Regions from separate parts of the Zea mays genome. Here region 1 is linked to region 2. A link is a contact called in public Hi-C data. All regions are on one chromosome and are shown on one strand. Each heading gives the region's core, a stretch centred on a gene start, on an enhancer-like site or on the middle of the called end of the contact. The rest is flanking DNA. Distances are from core to core; before and after follow the strand shown. Region 1 has its middle 25 kb from the start of LOC100192885. Region 2 holds the start of LOC100037794.

The links. A called contact is a pair of places that touch in the nucleus more often than the background predicts.
Region 1: a contact with region 2 is called in a Hi-C map of leaf, with 4 times the contacts expected there. The contact joins the enhancer-like site here to the promoter of LOC100037794 in region 2. A contact is called at or near these places in 5 of 25 Hi-C or Micro-C datasets (bundle sheath, ear, leaf and 1 more) and 1 of 3 datasets of contacts at active chromatin or transcription factors (leaf).

Annotation. Positions count from the first base shown.
Region 1 is chr3:205,624,975-205,629,282 of Zm-B73-REFERENCE-NAM-5.0, reverse strand. It overlaps the pseudogene LOC103651235. Among protein-coding and RNA genes, the nearest start is that of LOC100192885, 25 kb to the left of the region's middle. Within about 2 kb of position 1,967, at least 4 of the 20 cell types and tissues checked have an H3K27ac peak or open chromatin away from gene starts, as enhancers often do. A contact at or near this core is called in bundle sheath and leaf, where this site is marked.
Region 2 is chr3:205,540,290-205,544,341 of Zm-B73-REFERENCE-NAM-5.0, reverse strand. It overlaps LOC100037794, which reads left to right and starts at 2,453. Exons shown (of 14, transcript NM_001374296.1): 1 at 2,453-3,487; 2 at 3,577-3,736; 3 at 3,845-3,893. The coding sequence starts at 2,842.

The sequences.
Region 1 (4,308 bases), core at 718-3,217, 85 kb before region 2:
TCAAACCAAACACACCCATAACATAATAACATGGATGGCTTCCTTCATTAAATTATTATGTATATGATTGCATGGATTACATGGTTTGTAGAGCGACGAAATGAGTTAGTGTGGCCATGCAGTAATTCATTTTTATGAAGCTAATAGCACATATGAACATGTTCCTAACTACAGGGTTAGTGGTTTATTGCACTCAAGTTGCTTATTTTCTTACATATCCTTCCCTATCTTTTGCAATGTTGCAGGAAAGGGGGGGAATTTTTTCAGGATATCCAGTAAGCAGAAATGAATAAGGGCAAGATTTTCAAGTTGGCCAAGGGATTTAGGGGAAGGGCGAAGAATTGCATAAGGATAGCAAGGGAGAGAGTCGAGAAAGCCTCTTGCAGTATTCGTATAGGGACAGGCGTAACAAGAAGAGGGACATGAGACCCCTTTGGATTGAGCGCATCAATGCTGGTACACGGTTGCACGGGGTATGTGAAAAAGAATGGAATTTTGGCATTTGTTAGGAACATATAATCATGCTAATTTTATACCATCTAATAATACCAGCCTCTCATTTTACCGTTGGAAGTGCTCATAGCTTTCCTGCATCTGTATTCTTGCATTTGACTATCAGGTGAATTATGGCAACTTTATCCATGGATTAATGAAGGAGAACATCCAACTCAACAGGAAGGTGCTCTCAGAGCTGTCGATGCATGAACCTTACAGCTTTAAGGCACTTGTTGATGTATCCCGCACAGGGTTTCCAGGGAACAGGCCTGTCAAAAAGGAGGGTCTAGCAGCTATCTTGTGAAGCATATTTTTCATTGAGTCACTGGATTCATTATGGCATTCCTTCCTTGCAGTTCAGAGTTACTAATCCTAGCTAGTAGCTTGTGTTACCTGGTGACTAATGTAGTTTTGCATTACTAGTGCTATTCCCTTTTTGTACTACTGTTGATAAACATGACTGAAGCACCTAAGTGCACATTATTGTTCTTTTGGCCCCCATCAGTTGGCTTGATGGTCTTATGGAGGTATAATCCTCTGTGTGATGTAATGATGTTGACAGCTTCAGTAATCAATTTGAGTCTGTATCAAGGTAAAAGAGATTTGACCCATTTGGCTTGTCAAAGTATGCAAGATTGTTATTTCCTCTTGTCTGCCTTGCCAAGTTCTTTGCATGCATTTTGAAGAAACTACACTAAATGTATACCTATGCTACTTCTGATCTACACGAAAAAAAAGAGAGAAAGGAATCTCTTGTATGCCTTGTTGTCGAGGTAGAATGCATGCCCTTTAAGACTTGTTCGGTTAGGGATGGATTGAGAGGGATGGGAGGAGATTAAATCCCCTTCTGAATAGAAGGGGATTTAATCACCTCCGATCTCCCTCAAACCCCCCTCAAACCGAACAGACCCTTAAGTTTCACTTGAAAAATACTTGTTGAGCATTCGTGCTTGATCAGTGTAGCCCTGTTGCTAGTTATTGACTATCGTTTCTTCAACTCCATACCTCTTTTTGTTAGCCACTGGCCATGCAATAAATCGTGGCATCTTGTTAACTTGTTTTCAGCTGTTTTCTTGACAAACAGCTGTAAGCTAATTCAGCTTTCCTGATATGTATCAATAATGCCAGTATATTTTTTATGGGAGACGTCTTTGTTCAGATTATGTGTACATATATGCTTTCCAGGTGTTCTTTCTTTCTTTTGTGTGTGCGTTGACAATTGCTGGTGTGCCTACTGTTTCGTAAATCATAGCAATCAATATGCAGTACTAGCTAATCAATTTGTCGTTGATTCCAGGTCCCTCAAAATCAAATACGCGTTTCAGTGTGTACAGGAACTGGGCTAACTTTTTCTGTGCTGGCGACATGGCATAAACACTTGTCTTTTTTTTCTCCCCACTTCCTCCACAGAGCAAGACGAGAACGAGAGACATAAATTCGCGTTCGAGGAGGGAATGTGCGCGTCGCTTTTGTGCCATCAAATCCGCACATATCTTTTGAACGTTCTCCCATGCAAGTGAAGTGAGAACACTGCATATGTCGTTGATGGGAGCAGAGCAGCAAAGCCTAGCCTAGCCGGCCGTGCGATTGGGTGCGCTAGCTTTGAGCTTGCTTGCTTCTCCTCTAGCTACTAGCTGGAATGCACAACAAGCCATTGTCATCGATCTGGAGAATAAAATCGCAGAGCAGCGTTGCATTATCATCGGCAGTGTCGATTGGAAATTGTTAATCCACATTGTTCTTTTGGCGTCTTTACAGGTCGCGAAAGGGGGGGGGGGGGGGGGGGGGGGGGGGGGGCTTGGTGTCTAAAGTACACTGGAAGCTGAAAAACCGTGTGAACTGAGCGAGGTCTTCCTGCTCCCTTTGCTCGTGAGGTGCTGCTCCTTATGCCATTCGCCCACGTAGCATACTTTCATTTTCGAGCTTCGACCGGGACGACAACAGGAGATAAGGTGAATTGTATTCCTATCCTATCGACCATGCAAGAGCAACAGACACCAGGAGTAGTCTTCGCGGAACATTCGTGATGGATCTAGCTAGTAGACGAGGACATGTATGTAAGCATATCATGTATCGAGAGGTTTCTGACTGTGAAGTTCTTGCGAAGCAAAAATCGCTGCCACACTGTTCCATTTGTCTATTCCACCGAGAATCAGTATCTCTTTCAGTAGGGGTGCATTTTTCTCTGTTACCTTTGAAAGAAGTTGAGAAAGGAAGGAAAGGGTTACCAAAAGCTGAAGTACACACTCTGGTTGGTCTCTGTTTCAACTCCTGAAACCCAGCTCGCTGTTGGACGACGAGAATGCATGGTAAAAGCAATAAATAATAAGCTGCGGCCGTGCATGAAAGCAAAAGCATGCATGGAACATTAATAAAGGCAGGCGAGTGTTTGGTTTCTAGAGACTAATGTTTAGTCCCTTCATTTTATTCTTTTTTAGTCTATAAATTATTAAATATAGAAACTAAAATAAAGTTTTAGTTTCTATATTTAGCAATTTTTAAACTAAAATAGAATAAAATGTAGGGACTAAACATTAGTCCCTAGAAACCAAACACCTCTTTAATGTTCCTTGGAGCAGGTGGGGTGGGGTCGGGTCGTTCAGCGACAGTACGACATATGCAAGCTACGGCGACTAACCTTAGCCGCGAATCCAAACAGGCTTCATGTTGTTGCGGCTTGCAGGTTTCATCCGAAATACTAATAGAGTAACGTAAGTAGCAGAGCTTGGTTGTTCCCTGACTGCGTCACGTTGCTTCTAGAGGCGGCACCATGCATTCGAACGCTTTAGGCCCCGTCTGGTAGAAACTGTGTTACGTGTGCATGACACTCGTCGTCCTTAAGATCGTCTTAAGTCTCAGCAACCAAAGGATAGTGGGTAGTAACCCGGCCCCTACCAATATGCCCACCTACTAACAGCCATAGTTTTGTTCGTCATTCAAGTAGATACATGCATGCACCAACAGGTCAAGCTAGACGTTGAAATACACCATTTGAGGGTTGTTTTACTCGCCCCTTTGTGATGCTAATCACATATTCATGTAGAATGGAAAAAACCTCTAACCCTACACTAGTGTGGGCCTGTATATTAATAGACTGAGTTGGGCCTGGCCCATTACAAACAGAGCGTTGAGATGGTAAATGTACAAAGAGAGACCTCATAAACCCTAATACAGTTCTAACACACACCCCCGCAGTCGCAACTATATCATGTACAGATGTTGAGATTAGAGTGAAAGTCTAAAAATACACTCGACGGTAACCCCTTGGTGAAGATGTCGGCGAACTGCAGCGTGGTGGGGACGCTGAGAACCCCGAACGTCACCGGCGACGACACGCTCGCGGACGAAGTGCATGTCGATCTCCACGTGCTTCGTGCGCTGATGCTGCACGAGATTGGTGGAGAGGTAGACTGCGCTGACGTTGTCGCAGTAGACGAGGGTGGCGCGCTGGAGGGGACTGTGGAGCTCGTGGAGGAGCTGTCGCAGCCAGGAGGCCTCTGCCACGCCGTTGGCCACGGCACGGTACTCGGCTTCAGCACTGGAGCAAGAGATGACGGGCTGCCGCTTGGCGGCCCAGGAGACGAGGTTGACGCCCAGGAACACGACGTAACCGGAGGTGGATCGACGCGTGTCTGGATATCCAGCCCAGTCGGCGTTGGTGTAGACCACGAGTTTCGACGTCGGGGATGGTCAGAGTAGGAGGCCGTAGTCGAGGGAGTCGCGGAGGTAGCGCAGGATCCACTTGAGAGCGGTGAGATGAGGCTCCCGCGGGGTGTGCATATGCAGACACACCTGCTGGACTGCGTAGGCGAT
Region 2 (4,052 bases), core at 1,204-3,703:
GTTAGAGCTATCAAAATGCATCCCATTTTCAACAATCTCTCAGATACTAGGATGGAGGGAAAATAAATGACTACGCATTTTATGACTCCAAAAAGAATAATCCTCTCCATCAAAGTGTGAGGGTTTTCCAAGGGGAATTGATAGTAAATGAGCATTTGAGTTATAAGGGATGCGAGAGTAATCAAAAGAATAATTTTGATTAACCGTTTTCTTTTTCAACGAAGAGTCTTTGTCGTCGTCATCCCTTGGTGAAGAAGAGGAGGTGTCGCTGTCGTAGTAGATGATCTTCTTAATACACCTCTTCTTCTTTCCATCCCTCTTCTTGTGACTCGAGCCTGAGTCAGTGGGCTTGTCATCTCTTGGCTCATTGAAGAGGGACTCCTTCTCCTTGTCGTTGATCACCATCCTCTTACCCTTAGGATCCATCTCTTCGGGCGGTTAGTCCCTTAATGAAGAGTACGACTTTGATACCAATTGAGAGCACCTAGAGGGGGGTGAATAGGTGATCCTGTAAAATCAAATACTAATAGCACAACTTGATTATGAAATGTTAGTAAGATTAAAGCCAAGTTGCTAGCGAGAACTCTTGAGAAGAAACCAATCACAAAGAAAAGCGACACAAGAGACACAATGATTTTATCCCGTGGTTCGGCCAAGTAAAACACTTGCCTACTTCCACATTGTGGTGTTCCAATGGACGAGGGTTGCACTCAACCCCTTTCAAGCGATCCAATGATCCACTTGAATACCACAGTTTTCTTCCTTATACTTGTTTTCTCGTTTGTGAGGAATCTCCACAAGTTGGAGCCTCTCACCCTTACAAAGTTGATCACAACAAGAGCATAAGAGTAAGGGAGGGGAAGAAACACACACAAGACTAGAATCGCAACAACAATACGCACACAAGTCAAGAAGAGAGCACACAAGAACAATGCCACAAGTTCACAACACACTTAGTGCTCAAATCTCAACCACGATGCTCCAAATGCGTATTTGCGGAGTCTAGGCGCCTTAGGATGTTTAGAGAATGCTTGGTGTAGTGCTCCATGCGCCTAGGGGGTTCCTTTTATAGCCCTAAGGCAACTAGGAGTCGTTGGAATTCCATTTAGAAGGCAATTCTTGCCTTCTGTCGGGTGGCGCACCGGACAGTCCGGTGCACCACCGGACATGAACAGTCCTTGTCCGGTGCCCGATCTCCTTGCTTTTCTAGCGAGGCCGACCGTTGAGCCCTCGGTCCCCTGGCGCACCGGACAGTCCGGTGAGACCAAGTTACCGTTGGCCCAGGCCACGCGTCGCCCGCTGATTGCGTTGCCGACCGTTGGCGTGGGCGCCGTTGGCTCACCGAACAGTTCGGTGAATTATAGCCGCAGCGCCCTCGGCGAAGTCCCGAGAGAGACGAGTTTGTCGCCGAGCCAGCCTAGGCACCGGACAGTGTCCGGTGCACCTTAGGCTGGTTCAAGTTTGGCTGCACTTAGCCAAACTTCTCCAATCCAATCTTAGTTGATTAACCAAGGTTCCTAGCACTTAGAGAAATATGTTAGTACACAAAACAATTTAGTAAGGCCAGAGTCATACCTTGATTCTTTGATTTGCATCTCTTCCACACTTAGTACATTTGAACCAAAGTAATTTGTGTTGGGCATCTAATCACCAAAACATTTATTAAAATGGCACAAGGACACATTTCCCTTTCTGGAAGCTATTGGAGAACTGTGTTTAGTTTGTCCCAAATACCTTTATATATTTTAAAAAACTAGTCAGATGCTCATACATTACTACACTTTCTACATATCACATGTGTAAATTTTGTTCTAATAAAACATAAAAATATGTAAGTTCTGTTGGTGAGATGAGTGTGAATGTGAAACCAACAACTAAAATTCAAACCTTTACTTATGTTTAATTTTACTTTATTTTTGCATAAATAAAAAAGAGTAAAGGTGACATACTAACATTACAACCATAGAACCGTAAAAATCAGTGATTTATTTGGTAAAGAAGGCTCACATCATTTACTCCCTCACATGAATGGATTGCTCTCCTACCCCAACTTGTGCTGGGCTAATCAATAGAAGCGTACGTGCTGGTAGAACTTATGGTCGCAAGAACAAGCATAATAAAATGATGTAGGCGGTTGTAAAAGATACCACACATTTATAATGATATAGTAAAAAGAAAAAAGAAAGAAGAAAAACGAGCTGTTCACTAGTAATCAACTGAAAGCGAGATGTTCACCGACTCCAAGACAGTTTGTGAAAAAAAATGTGAACTTATTATTAAATATTTATCTTATATCATTATAGGGTTATTATATGAGTAGTATTTTAACTGATTATATGTGACATGATAATATTATTAAGTATAATATTGGCTATATTATTAAACTACATTGAGTCCAATGCTATTGTTGATATGCAACCAGACTCTGCGTACAAGCGTACAATCACGTTTTCTAGTTCTTTGGATACCCATTCAATTCAACGGTAGATTAAATACAGGGTTACTAATAAAATGGTACATACTGGTGGAAAATTGATTGCACATATGCATGTAGAGTCTGCTTACATATTAGTAGATGACAATGTGGATAATTAAATAGAGTTGTGCATTTGCGTGGCCCGGCCCACCGTACTCGCCTTCTCATCCTCATATATTGCTGTCTCGTTGCGCTTCCTCTTTCATCGGCTCGAGCTCCCGCTCGGACGCGTCGCGGGCGCCTTTCCCCAGAGATTCCAAGGCCACCCACAAAATCGATCCATCCAGTCGTCGAGCGCGTCTCCTCTTCGAGCATTGGACTGTTCCGGGAGCCGCGCTGGAAAGCGGCTTCTGATTGGGTCGGCGATGAGGGGCGCCGCCGCCCCGGGCCACCAGCGATGGAGCGGCTCGGCGGGGACGACGCCGCGGTCACTCAGCACGGGCTCCTCGCCGCGGGGCTCCGAACGCAGCTCCGACGACGGGGAGGAGCTGGTCGAGGTCACGCTCGACCTGCAGGAGGACGACACCATCATTCTGCGGAGCGTCGAGCCGGCCGCGGCGGGGGGCGCCACCGCGCTGCCGCTGGGCGCGCGCGGGGACCATGCCGGCGGCGCGTCGTCGTCGTCGCGGTCCTTGTCGCCGTCGATCAGGCGGACCTCGTCGCACCGGCTCCTGCAGTTCTCGCAGGAGCTCAAGGCGGAGGCCATGTCCATCGCGCGCCAGTTCTCGCAGGACCTCACCAAGCGCTTCGGCCGCACCCAAAGCCGCGCGGAAGGGCAGGGGCAGCAGCAGCAGCCGTCGTCAGGCATCGAGTCGGCCCTCGCTGCCCGCGCCGCGCGGCGGCAGCGCGCGCAGCTCGACCGCACGCGCTCCGGCGCGCACAAGGCGCTCCGCGGCCTCCGCTTCATCAGCAGCAACAAGGCCAACAACGCCTGGATGGAGGTGCAGGCCAACTTCGACCGCCTCGCTTCCGAGGGTTTCCTCTCCCGCTCCGACTTCGCGGAATGCATTGGTACCACCACGCCGCGCTGCCTCCCCTCGGCTTTCTCCTCCATTTCCCTTCGTCGTTGAAACATTGGGGAGCTGCATGTACACGTGCAGGGATGACGGAATCGAAAGAGTTCGCGCTCGAGCTGTTTGACACATTGAGCCGCCGCCGTCAGGTGCAGGTTGACAAAATCAACAAGGAGGAGCTGCGCGAGATCTGGCAGCAGATCACGGACAACAGCTTCGATTCCCGCCTCCAGATCTTCTTCGACATGTATACCACCCCGCTACCATGCCCACCATTACGCCACTCTTAGCCGGCTACTATGAGACTCGTCTATTTTCTTTCAATAAATGTATTGGTTTTGTCATTTTTAATTAGGGTGGATAAGAACGCGGACGGCCGGATTGGGGAGGAGGAGGTGAAAGAGGTAAGCAACAAATACCCATGCCCCATGGTTGTGCTTGGAGTCGGTGGTGCTGCACTACAAGCAGTTTCTTTCCCTTTTCTTTAGTCCTTTCTTTTTCTGATTTGCTATTTGTGGCTATCAAAATCGGATCATTTAGGCGTCCTTTGACGGCAAGAGTTT